3 separate regions of the Pan troglodytes genome follow, and all the other regions are linked to region 1. The links are chromatin contacts, called in public HiChIP or PLAC-seq maps. All regions are on one chromosome and are shown on one strand. The core of a region is the stretch at or near the end of the contact, and the rest is flanking DNA. Distances in the headings are between cores, read along the strand shown.

What was found. HiChIP or PLAC-seq counts read pairs in DNA pulled down with a chosen protein or histone mark.
Region 2: a contact with region 1 is called in an H3K4me3 HiChIP or PLAC-seq map of stem cell-derived excitatory neurons, with 2.7 times the contacts expected there. The contact joins the promoter of XPO7 here to the promoter of BMP1 in region 1. A contact is called at or near these places in 1 of 7 Hi-C or Micro-C datasets (stem cell-derived neural progenitor cells) and 1 of 1 datasets of contacts at active chromatin or transcription factors (stem cell-derived excitatory neurons).
Region 3: a contact with region 1 is called in an H3K4me3 HiChIP or PLAC-seq map of stem cell-derived excitatory neurons, with 5 times the contacts expected there. The contact joins the promoter of FGF17 here to the promoter of BMP1 in region 1. A contact is called at or near these places in 1 of 7 Hi-C or Micro-C datasets (induced pluripotent stem cells) and 1 of 1 datasets of contacts at active chromatin or transcription factors (stem cell-derived excitatory neurons).

Annotation. Positions count from the first base shown.
Region 1 is chr7:30,492,597-30,496,760 of NHGRI_mPanTro3-v2.0_pri, forward strand. BMP1 (bone morphogenetic protein 1) reads left to right here and starts at 2,078. Exons shown (of 21, transcript XR_010159434.1): 1 at 2,078-2,457. SFTPC (surfactant protein C) reads left to right here. Exons shown (of 8, transcript XM_009454975.4): 5 at 1-112; 6 at 346-456; 7 at 811-961; 8 at 1,176-1,389. The coding sequence ends at 951.
Region 2 is chr7:30,245,821-30,249,984 of NHGRI_mPanTro3-v2.0_pri, forward strand. XPO7 (exportin 7) reads left to right here and starts at 1,877. Exons shown (of 28, transcript XM_063816905.1): 1 at 1,877-2,549. The coding sequence starts at 2,478. It overlaps DOK2 (docking protein 2), which reads right to left and starts at 947. Exons shown (of 5, transcript XM_519640.7): 1 at 1-947.
Region 3 is chr7:30,363,808-30,367,971 of NHGRI_mPanTro3-v2.0_pri, forward strand. It overlaps FGF17 (fibroblast growth factor 17), which reads left to right and starts at 2,387. Exons shown (of 5, transcript XM_009454965.4): 1 at 2,387-4,164. NPM2 (nucleophosmin/nucleoplasmin 2) reads left to right here. Exons shown (of 7, transcript XM_009454950.4): 7 at 2,039-2,298. The coding sequence ends at 2,180.

The sequences.
Region 1 (4,164 bases), core at 828-3,327:
GAGCATTGGGGCGCCGGAAGCCCAGCAACGCCTGGCCCTGAGTGAGCACCTGGTTACCACTGCCACCTTCTCCATCGGCTCCACTGGCCTCGTGGTGTATGACTACCAGCAGGTGGGTATGCCCAGACCTCCTGACCCTGGGACCAATGACAAGGCTCTGCTAGAGCCACCCAGCTGGGCCACTTCATCCACATCCATCTCTCCCTCTCCTCCAGCCCTTTTTTGCCTGAGCCCCAGATTCTAGTATGACTCCCGTGCCCAACCTAGAGGGAGGTGGCTAAGGACCTGGGTCAGGGAGAGAGCAGGGCAGGGACCCCCGAATGATCTCCAGCATTCTGTGCCTAGCTGCTGATCGCCTACAAGCCAGCCCCTGGCACCTGCTGCTACATCATGAAGATAGCTCCAGAGAGCATCCCCAGTCTTGAGGCTCTCACTAGAAAAGTCCAGAACTTCCAGGTGTGTGTGTGTGGGTGAAAAGAGTGGGCTGTCTCCCTCCCAGGGCTGCTGGGAGGAGTGTCCGAATGGTGGCTATTTGTCACCTGTAAAGCACTGTTCCTCATTGGCTGCCAGCTGACTGCCCCTCTCCTATTCCCCTGCACGACTCCTTTCCTTCCCACCCCACTGCCAAGCTGCTGGGCTCAGCTGAGTCCACTCACTACCTGGTGGCTTCTGACTCTAGCACAGCCCCTCTTTACTGATGAGGAAACTGAGGCTCAGAGAGATTGCCTGATATACCTGAAGTCCCACAATAAGGGCTGCACATGGGATAGAAACTCACTTCCTAGATTCCAGATGGAATGCTCTCTGCAGGCCAAGCCCGCAGTGCCTACGTCTAAGCTGGGCCAGGCAGAGGGGCGAGATGCAGGCTCAGCACCCTCCGGAGGGGACCCGGCCTTCCTGGGCATGGCCGTGAGCACCCTGTGTGGCGAGGTGCCGCTCTACTACATCTAGGACGCCTCCGGTGAGCAGGTGTGATCCCAGGGCCCCTGATCAGCAGCGGAGGAGCGCTCGGGCCACCTTCCCGGGCTGTGGAGGAGCGGTCGCGCTGACCAGGCGCTGGGGCGTCCACTGAAGCGGGGTCATCCAGGCAACTCGCGGGAGGGGAAGCTCACAGACCGGTACTTCCCACTCTCCTGACTCTCTCTGTCCATCCTCAACATTCCTTTGCTTCACAGGGTCAGTGGAAGCCCCAAGGGGAAAGGAAACGCCCCGGGAAAAGGGTCTTTTGCAGCTTTTGCAGACGGGCAAGAAGCTGCTTCTGCCCACACCGCAGGGACAAGCCCTGGAGAAATGGGAGCTTGGGGAGAGGATGGGAGTGGGCAGAGGTGGCGCCCAGGGGCCCGGGAACTCCTGCCACAACAGAATAAAGCAGCCTGATTGAAAAGCAAAGGGTCTGCTTCTGTCTTCCTGCAGGGCGCAGTCCTGCCCTGGCGGGGGCCGGCCAAGAAGGGAAGGGCCTTGGCAGAGCAAAGTGGGGTTTGCCATTCGCCCTCTGTCCCAGGGCGCTGGGACACTGGGTCCACCTCGGCGGGGGAGAGGGGCTCGCAGGGAGCCATCCACGGGCTTTCGGCGCCCTCCAGCGGCGTCTCCGGAGGAGGGAGAGACACCAAGACAGCGAGAGAGACAGAGCGCAGAGAGCGAGACGCGAGAGAGCGAGGGTCCAAGAAGGGGAGATAGGGAGACGCAGGCGGAGAGACCGACCCGAGGCGGGGGCGCGGGGCAGGGGCGGCGCGAGGACCTGACAGCGTGTCCCGCGGCGGGGCGGGGGCTCGGCCGCGCGCCCGCGGGGGAGGCCGCCGCTAGAGGGCACCTCAGGAGCGACAGCCCTCCCGGCACCCCGGGGCCCGAGCTCCAGCCCCGGCCTCGCGGCCCGCGGCCCGGGCGGCCCGAGCCCCCTCCCCGGGCGCGCGGCTCTCCGCCTTCCCCGCCCCGGCTGGCGCACGGCCCGGCCCGGCTGAGCACTGTCCCAGCCCCGAGGGGGGCAGAGCTCGGGCGAAAACCCGCCCTCCAGCGAGCTCATTTCCCTAAAAAGGGGGGGGGGGAGTCGGAGGGAGGGAGGGAGGGAGAGAAAGAAAGAGAGAAAAAGAAGGAAAGGGAGAGGGAGACGGCTGGAGCCCGAGGACGAGCGCGGAGCCGCGGGCCGAGCGGGGGGCGGGAGACAGGAAGGAGGGAGGCGAGCAGAGGGAAGGGGAAGAGGTCGGGGAGCGAGGGCGGGAGCGGTCGCGGTCGCGAACGAGCAAGCAAGTGGGCGAGAGGACGCCCTCCCCTGGCCTCCAGTGCCCCGCTTCCCTCGCCGCCGCCCCGCCAGCATGCCCGGCGTGGCCCGCCTGCCGCTGCTGCTCGGGCTGCTGCTGCTCCCGCGTCCCGGCCGGCCGCTGGACTTGGCCGACTACACCTATGACCTGGCGGAGGAGGACGACTCGGAGCCCCTCAACTACAAAGACCCCTGCAAGGCGGGTGAGCGCCCCCCGGCCCCCCGGCGACGGGCCAGGCGGGGAGGCGCGGGCGGGTTCGGGCTTGGGGTTGGGGGAGGACAGTCCAGTGTGGGAAGCCGGGAGCTGCCTGGTTGGCAATGCAGTGGGGAACAAAAGAACGAGGGGGAGAGGGAGGGGGATTTGGGGGACTTTTCGGACTGAAGTTTTGCTGCTGTTGGTGGAAGCTGCTGCCGCTGCCTCTCATCTTCCCGGAGGATTCCAGAGGAAGTCTCCTTGCGTCCGGGGAAAACCGGCGGGCAATGCGGCTTTTCCTTCTGTAGGAAACTTTTCTGGCCAAACTCCTGTGCGTGTGTGTGTGTGTGTGTGTGTGTGTGTGTGTGTGTGTGTGTTCTTTCCCCTTCTCCCCCATCTCTCCTGCTCCAGGAGCTGGGTGTTTTCCAGCCTGTCTGGGCTGCCCTGGGGCTGCACATCTGTCTGGCTTGGATCTGGGAGGCCTGAGTCTCCAAGGAGCAGGTCCCCCGGCCACCACCCAGCCCAAGTGGAAGAAGAAAGTTTTTCCAGGGATTCCCTGAGATCGTGCTCTCTGGGTATCCCGTAGTTTAACCAGTAGCTGAAGCTTTCTGGGACTTAGGAGACAGCTGTCAAAGTCAGAGAAGCCAACCCAGAAGGGGGACTTAACTTTGTCCCTATGTGCCCGGAGACCCCCGCCAAGGCCAAGTTGGGGTGGAAAGAGGGAAAATACAAAGAGAACCCAGATATTGTATATCAGCTCTGTCACCCCCGAGACACCAGAGGCTAATTAGCTGAGGTCAGGACCCCGGAGTGTGTGTTTGCCTGTATGTGTGTGTGTGTTCTTTGTCTCTGAAGACTCTATGTAACCCCTTCACTCCTGCTGAGCCCAGAAGGGTCCTGCCCCTGGAGTGACCAGATGGCCAGGCACTCGGGCCATTTGCCTGATTGGATGACCCTGGGCAGGCTGTTTGGGGACACACAGGGACAAGATATCAGAACTTTTCCTTGACTTCCTGCCTCTCTGACTTCAGCTCATCTCCAAATAGCCAGAGCCAGGGGAAGTGGCATAGTTGCTAGAACTGGACTGCCTGTGTGGGGCACGAGGGGCGGAGGGGCAGGTTGCTCTAGTCCTGGCTCTGGAGACCCTGTTCAGGGACTCTCCTGGGAGGGTGGCCCACAGGCAGGAATAAGAGACCATCCAATGGAGGAAATCAGGGCAAATCCCTCAGCCCTTACCCCTCTACACCTGCTGGGCTGCGGGTAAACCAGGACATTTGCTGTCATTTTTCTTGCTGGGTGCTGGGAGTGGGTACAGGGCAGAGAGGACTGCGCATGGACTTTGAAGGCAGGCACATCTAGCTTTCAATCCTGACCCTGCTACTCATTATAGCTGTACCACCTCAGAATGGTAATGATCATGTCTGAACTGCCACTTTCACACCTGTAAAATGGAACTGCTCATACATCTTCCCATAGAGTTGGTGGTAAGGGTTAAATATGAAAAGATACATAAAACACTTAATAGTGCTTAACACACAGTCAGCGCTAAATAAATGTGGGCTCCCTACTCCCTGTTTTCTGTGCCTCAGACTGTCACTTCATTTTTTTGAGAGGTGTGGGATTGCTGGTGTCTCCTTGTGCCTCTTATCCATCAATCCATCAATACCTAATATGTGCTAGGGCCTGGAATGGATGTTGTGGGAGGTACTGAGACGTA
Region 2 (4,164 bases), core at 627-3,126, 250 kb before region 1:
GACATAAAGAAGTTAATACATTCAACAGTTTTTTAAATTTATTTTTTGAGATGGAGTCTTACTCTGTCGTCCAGGCTGTAATGCAGTGGCACAATCTCGGCTCACTGCAACCTCCATCTCCTGGGTTCCAGCCATTCTCCTGCCTCAGCCTCCTGAGTAGCTGGGATTACAGGCGCGCACCACCATGCCTGGCTAATTTTTTTTATTTTTAGTAGAGATGGGGTTTCACCATGTTGGCCAGGCTGCTCTCAAACTCCTGACCTCAGTTGATCCACCCCCCTCAGCCTCCCAAAGTGCTGGGATTAAAGGTGTGAGCCACCATGCCCCGCCTCAACAATTATTTACTGAGCATCTACTCTGTGCAGAGGTACTAGGGATACAACATAGACAGAATCGTTGTTTATACTATGTCTGCTTTTAGTTGGAGGGACTGATAATGAAAGAGTAATAATATGTAGTTTTGGACAGTGATCAATGCTGTGATAGTGATAGGCACAGGGGACAACTTTCAAGAGGGTGGTGAGAAAAGGCTCTCTGAGAGGTGACAAGTGAGCTGAAAAGTCCATGAGGAGAGTGAGCCAGCCATTTCACGATCTGAAGGGAAACCAATCCAGGCAGAAGTTACTGCAAGTGCAAAGGCCCTGAGGCAGGAGATCCTGGCTTTGCAGAACTGCAAGGCCAGAATGACCACAGAGCATTGAGCCAGAGGGGGCATGGTAGAGTGAGGTCAGCTCATACGACCTCTTGAGCCACAGCAAAGATTCGAATTCTAAATGCAACATGAGGCCACTTAAGGATTTTAAGTAGGAGTGTAAATTATCTGAATTATGATTTTAAAAAAATGTTCTGGCCAGGCGCAGTGGCTCACACCTGTAATCCCAGCACTTTGGGAGGCAGAGGCGAGCGGATAACCTGAGGTCAGCAGTTCCAGACCAGCTTGGCCAACATGGTGAAACCCTGTCTCTACTAAAAATCCAAAAATTAGCCAGGTATGGTGGTGGGCGCATGTTATCTCAGCTACTTGGGAGGCTAAGGCAGGAGAATCGCTTGAACCAGGGAGGCGGAGGTTGCAGTGAGCAGAGATGGCGCCATTGCACTCCAGCCTGGGCAACAGAGCAAGACTCTGTCTCAAAAAATAACAAATAAATAAAATAATGTTCTGCAGCAGCCAGCTATATGGAAAATGGGTTATCAAGGGGCAAGACAGGAAGCAGGGAAACTAATTAGGAATCTATTACCAGAGCACAGGAGAAAGGTAATGGTGGCTTGGACCAAGGTGTTAACAGTGGAGATGGATGGAGAAGTGGTCATATTGGGTATATATTAGATATAGATTGAACAGGACTTGCAGGTGACTTGCATGTTGGGGACTGATAAGACTTGAAGAATCAACTCCTGAGTGTTTATTAGGAGCAACTGGATGAATGGTGGTACCATTTACTGAGGAAGGGAAGACACAGGGAGAAACACGGGGAGGTTGGGGTGCGGGGGTGGGGGAAGGGAGGGTGGACAGAAATTTGGGCCTGGCCCACTGTGAAACTGTTACCTCTATTCAGTCCAGTAGGGAATCCAAAGAATTTCCATTGCAATTGTGACTCTGAGAATATTTCATTGCCCGATGCCAGGTTCAGAAAGCCACTGACCCCATCACCCTGCCTCTTTATACGCTCGGAGCTAATGATAGGACGCTGGGAGGTTTTGGGGAAAAACAAAAACCCAACATCTCAAAAGGTCTATGCTCGCTAGAAGTTAACAGTCAAAAGCTCTGCCACTTAAATCTTCTGCCTCTTAAATCTTCTCTGAGTCAGCCTAATTGGCAGAGCCTAATTTGCATACAGAACCCTAGCTGCAAGGAAGTTTGGGTAATGTAGTTTCCAGGTGCCCTACCTCTGCAAACCAGGAAGACCCACTAGGAGGACGGAAGTCGAAATGAATGCTGAGCACCGGTCCACTACATCCACCAAGGGTGTGTAATTCACTACCACCATCATTTGCATATGATGGTAGTCCCCTGTAAATACAAACTTCAAACAATCAGTGCTCTCAGAATCCAGCTATGATCTAATCTGGGGGCCTTAAAAGGAAGCCACAGTGGAATCCAATGGAAAACAGGAACCGGCATTATCTAACAGATAATTCCTAGTGAGGAAGACTGGAATTGGCCTCAGCATGCAGGGGCTGACCTTATCTGACCCAGAGAGATGGCTTTCCCACTCATACCTCCACAAGACCGAGCCTAGGGGTCCTAACCACCAGCCCCGCTGCCTCTTCCAGCATCTGACCCTCTCGGGAGGCAGTCTAGAGTATTGGCAACGATGACAATGTCTTTGGGAAGCCAGAACTGTGCCTTCGTATGTTTTGATCATCACCACCATTCGGTGGTTATTTCCATGAATGTTTATCAAGGACGAAAGGACAGAAATGAAAAACACGAGATCAACCACTGGGGTTGCTGGTGAAATCCAGACCAGAGAGCGATGGCCGTGGTCCAGAAAGCTAGACAGACACAAGCACAGAATCGGCCCCCGTTGAGAAGAGGGCATTGGAAAGTAAGGAATCTCGCAGGCAGCCTAGGTGGGGTGTGGGGGTCCCCGTAGCTGCAAGGTGGGGTGGGGGTGGGAGATGTCCAGGGGCGAGTCAAGGGGGAAGACGGTTGGGAAGAGAGGAAGCCACTGGGTGCAGGGGTCCCGGGGCGGCGACAGACCTCGGCCCCCATCCAGGAGCCCTCACCACGCAAACGAGCAGAAGGCAGCGCCAACTCCCACTCCAGCGCCCGCCCGCCGGAGCGAGCGCGGCCCCTTTAAAAACCATGTAAACAAAGCTTTGTTCCCCCAGCCGCCCCTCCTTCGCGCTCCCCCGGCCCGCTCCTTCCTCCCACCCGGCGTCTCCGGGCCGCTGACGTTGCCCGCGCCTTTACGCCGTCCCAGCGGTGCTGCGCATTCTCCAACCACGGCCCGGGCCGCCGGGGCCTGCGCAGCTGAGCGGCGCTACGCCACGAGCGCAGCGCGACGAGTCCCCAGCGCGCAGGCGCAGCGGCGACGGCGTCGGCGGCGGCGGCGGCAGCGGCTCCGGCCGAGGTGCGCGCTGGGGGGGAGGGGGGGCCGGAGAGGAGCATGAATGGAGCAAAATGGCGGATCATGTGCAGGTGAGAGGAGCCGCGGGGGGGAGGGGGCGACCACGAAGAGCGGCGAGTGGAGTCGGGGGCGCACACGGCCCACAGGGCGCCAGCCGGCTCGGGACTCGGCAGGCCCGCGCCGCCGCCACTCGGGGCTCTGGAGCCGCCGCCCGTCCCGGAGCCCCGGGGCCTTTCCCGCCTCCCGGGCCGGGGGCCTTCTCCGTCCCCTCCCACCCGGTCCCACGCCTCGCGCGCGGGGCTGCAGGGACAGGAACGGGCATCCCGGCGCGCGCAGCCCACAACGCTCGTCAGTCACTGTCTTCGTGCCCGGGGGAGGCCTCCGTCAAGTTCTCGGGCCCCCCCGCCCGCCCCACAGTGAAGCGAGGGGGACCCCCTTGCTGACTTTACTGAGGGGGACGCCCCCATGACGCCCGCCATCCCTCAGCAGATAACAAAAAGGAAACCTCGCGCTGATAAACCTCGCTCTCCGGAGTCTTTCCCGCCGCCTTCCTCTCACGCCCCGGAATACGAGAGACCCCCCAGCAACCCCGGCCTCCTTCCCCCTCCCACGGATGCGCCCTTCCCTCCGACACTCGAAATCGTACAGCCCGGAGGGCCGAGCTCCCCGGTCTTCCAAAATGGGTGCTCAGGCCTCGGCCCGCCTCCCCTCGCGTCCCCCTAGCCACAGTGAAGGAGTTGAGCGCCCACACCTCCTATGAAACACGGGGTGGAGGGGGGTGTGTCTGAAATGAGAGATGCAGGGTTGGGTGCAGACGTTGCTCGGGAGGGTCTTGATCCGGCTCAAGAGCTGCCCCTAGCGTGCTGTGGGGCCAGGCCACTCTCCTCAAAGACAGGCACAGGCCCTAGAAAGGGACAGCCCATACCAAACCCAGTAGCAGATGGAGGACTGCAGGGTTTAATTTCTTGCAAACTAGATAAAGTTTTTCCTGTCTGTGCCTGAGATCTGATATTTTTATGACAGTTATTGATGCACATCCATTGTGGGGAACCTTCCAATTTTCTAGGTAACCAACTGCACAGGTTTTGTG
Region 3 (4,164 bases), core at 1,137-3,636, 130 kb before region 1:
AGAAAGAATACTGTGCTGTTGGGATGTACGTGTACAAATGTACACACGGTGTGTCTACCTGCACTCGCAGGCACATGGGTATGGAAGTGCTGAAGGGTGGCATCACCTTTCTGGAAGAGCATTACAACGTTCTTATCTTGGGATCTAATTCCACTGAAGGCAATTCCTTCCACAGAATTCCATCCAAATTTCAGGGGAAATTACCTGCACTAAGATGCTTCTCACGGCCAGGCTTGGTGGCCCACGCCTGTAATCCCAGCACTTTGGGAGGCTAAGGCAGGCAGATCACTTGAGGTCAGGAGCTCGAGACTAGCCTGGTCAACATGATGAAACCCTGTCTCTACTAAAAACACAAAAATTAACCGAGCCTGGTGGCATTCTTGTAATCCCAGCTACTCAGGAGGCTGAGGCATGAGAATTGCTTGAGCCCGGGGAAAAGTTGCAGTGAGCCGAGATCGTGCCACTGCGCTCCAGCCTGGATGACAGAGCGAGACTCAGTCTGAAAAAACAAAATTTTAAAAAGACGCTTATGGCATTATTTGAATAGTGAAAAAATGGAAGCATTCTAAATGTCTACCAATATAACAATTGACTAAGCTACATCCCTCTTCTCAATGGAATATTACATAATGCTTATGAAGAATATAGCAACCTGGAAAGTATGTGTATGGTTTTGGTTTGTTTGTTTAATGAGACAGGGTTTTGCTCTGCCACCCAGGCTGGAGTGTGATGGCACAATCATGGCTCACTGCAGCCTTAGCTTCCTGGGCTCAAGCAATCCTCCCACCTCAGCTTTCCAAGTAGCTAGGACTATAGGCACGTGCCACTATGCATGGCTAACTTTTAAGTTTTGTGTAGAGACAGGGTCTTTCTATGTTGCCCAGGCTGATCTCAAACTCCTGACCTCAAGCAATCCTCCTGCCTCAGCCTCCCAAAGCATTGGAATTACAAGTGTGAGCCTCTGCACCTGATAAGAATATTGATAGTTCATACAGCAGGACATAAAGTCATTTTTATTTTATTTCACATATTTTTTAAAAGAGTTTGACCAGGCCGGGTACGGTGGCTCACGCCTGTAATCCCAGCACTTTGGGAAGCCAAGGTGGGAGGATCACTTGAGGTCAGGAGTTCAAGACCAGCCTTGCCAACATAGCAAAACCCTGTCTCTACTAAAATACAAAATTCAGCTGGGCGTGGTGGCATGTGCCTGTAATCCCAGCTACTCGGGAGGCTGAGGCAGGAGAATCACTTAGACCCGGAATGCGAAGGATGCCGTGAACCAAGATCACACCACTGCACACCAGCCTGGGCAACAGAGCAAGACTCCATCTCAAAAAAAAAAAAAAAAAGTTTGACCAAGAAAAAAATATTAACCCTGAAAGAAAATACACCAAAATGTTTAGTGTGGGCAGTAAAGAAAACTATAAGTAATGTATTTTCTTGTCTATTTGCTATATTTTGTACAAAATGGTTAATGTTTTATAATGAAAAAGACATTTGTGGGCCAGGTGTGGTGGTGCACACCTGCAGTCCCAGCTTCTCAGGAGGCTGAGGCAGGAGGATCACTCGAGCCCAGGAGGTCGAGGCTGCAGTGAGCTGTGATAGTGTCACTGCACTCCAGCCTGGGCAACAGAACCAGACTCCATCTCAAAAACAAAACAAAACAAAAGACATTTGTGATAACTAAATGAAGATGGAAGCCTAAGGAAAACACATATGCGTATGCATGCACACACACACACATCCCTTTGTTTAAAGAGTCCGAGTGGTCCCCAGGAGGAGCAGCCAGGCTTGCTTTCCAGGGTGGGCACTGGGAGGGCCACGCCGCTGGTCTGGAGCTGAGCTCTCTCCCTGACCCCAATCCCACTCCTGCTCCGCTCCACCCTGTTGCAGAGCCAGCGTTAGAGACAAGAGCCCTGTGAAAAAGGTGAGTAGGACCAGAGGGCTGTGGCCCTTGGGACAGGCGAGTATTCTCTGGAGGGGGCTGCCTGGTATGGAGAAGGGAATGGGACCCTGGAGCCCTGCCTTCCCTCCACAGGCCAAAGCCACAGCCAGAGCCAAGAAGCCAGGATTCAAGAAATGAGGAGCCACGCCTTGGGGGGCACGGTGCAAAGTGGGCCTTCCCTGGGCTGTGCTGCAGGCACAGGGTGCCCCTGTCCAGCCCCTTCATCTGTGTCTGAATGTAACAGGGGTGTTGCGGGGGCAACATGAGAGCCCCTCACCCCCAACTCTCCACTTTCAGGAGGCCCCCAGTGAAGAGCCCCACCTCGGGGTCACAATAAAGTTGCCTGGTCAGGACTTTCCTTCTCTTCCCTGGAGCCAGCCTCCTTGTCCGCTGCACCAGCCCAAGTGCCCGGCAGAGGGCAGCCTTGAACCGGCGCACCCGGGCCCTGAGGTCATACCTGCCTCCCTGCACCCAGCCCCCGCGGCCTGAGCCTGCTGTGTCCCTTGTCCTCGGCACCCCCAATTCTCCCCCAGTGGCGAGGGAAGAGCCTAGAGTCTGCCTTCTGCTGAGCTGTGTGTCAGGTGGATTTCCAGCCTGCACCCTCCCTCTGGGCAGAGCTAGGTTTATAGGCACCCAAGGGCTACAGCTGCTCAAGCTACCAGAAGGGGCCTCACCCTAGGGGGCCAGCCCCCAGGGTCTTCTCCTGACCTTATTCCTGTCAGGCAGCTACTGTGTGCAGAGCATCTATGGGGAACTCAGGGACATCCGCTCTCCCTGCTTGCTTCTGTTAGGGGCCAGCTCTTCTTATAGGGACCTCCCACATGTGAAGATCTGTGTCAGGCAGGAGCCAGAGGCCCGCACCCTCAAGAAAACCTTTGAGGTGGAGTAGACAGGGTGAGCTTTACAGAGGCGCCAAGCCCCACATGCTATCGAGCAGGCCTCAGTCAAGCATAGGGGCGAGGCCAAGAGAGGACTGGAAAATGGGGTGGGGGACCCCCACCCTCTCCCTGGTGTGCAGAGGGGACTCTGGAGGGCTGTTCACCTGTGGGTGACCCTGGCGCAGTTCCTAGAACAGGCGGACACACAGATGGGCCCTCCACTCTGGGTTATCCATGCAGCGCCTCTGCATGGGAGGTGCCCCTCCCCAGCACCCTCTGGGGTCAGGCCTGAAGTGAACCAGTGGGGAGCTGGTCCTGCTTAGTACCCCCAGGTATGGGGCCCAGGAGGTCGGAGCTCTTTGAACACCTGCCTAGGAAAGTCAACAACCAGGCTGGGGCCTCCTGTCCAGCTATAGCTTCTTTTGAGACCAGAGACAGAGGTAGCAGAGGGTAGGGTTGTATTCATTTTTTTTTTTTTTTTTTAGAGACAGGGTCTCACTCTGTCACCGAGGCTGGAGGGCATTGGCATAGTCTTAGCTCACGGCAGCCTCGACCTCCTGGACTCAAGCAATCCTCCCACCTCAACCTCCCAAAGTGCTGGAACTACAGGCACGAGCCACCACACCAAAACAAATTTTAAAATTTTTGTAGAGAAGGGGGATCTTGTTATGTTGCCCAGGCCGGTCTCCAACTCCTGGGCTCAAGAGATCCTCCTGCCTCAGCCTCCCAAAATGCTGGGATTACAGACGTCAGCCACTGCACCCACCCAGGGTGGCATTCTCCCTGCATGTTTCCTACACCCATGAGACAGATGTGGGTGCTGTCCCGCCCTCCAACAGACAAGCCACTAACTTCAGGTCACCCAGAGTCCCACCCTCCAACCAATGGACGAGCTACTACAGGTCGCCAGAGTCCCACCCTCCAACAAGGGGACAAACTACTAACTTCAGGTCACCCAGAGAGTGACAAGGGAGACTGCTCCATGTGGGCAGCTGGTGCTTTTTGAACTTGGTTTCATCTACAGTGACCCGGGGTAACCCAAATCCTCACCTTCAAGTCACTTACAGTCTAGTGGAAACAAAACCCAACACAATTTCAGTTACTGTCTGGTGCTTTGAAGGGAGTGGAACAGGTGAACTTGAGGGGCAGGGGGAAGCAGTTTGGTGAGAAGGTCTCCTGGAGGAGGCGACGGACAAGAAGGGGTCAGTGGGCTTCATGAGGAGCTGGCAGAGGACGTTCCTGGGAACCGGAGCAGAGCATGCAAAGGGTCCGAGGCAGAGCCCCACTTGAAGGGGGATCGGCTGCAGTGACAGCTTCTAATACCCACGACCCACTCCTTCA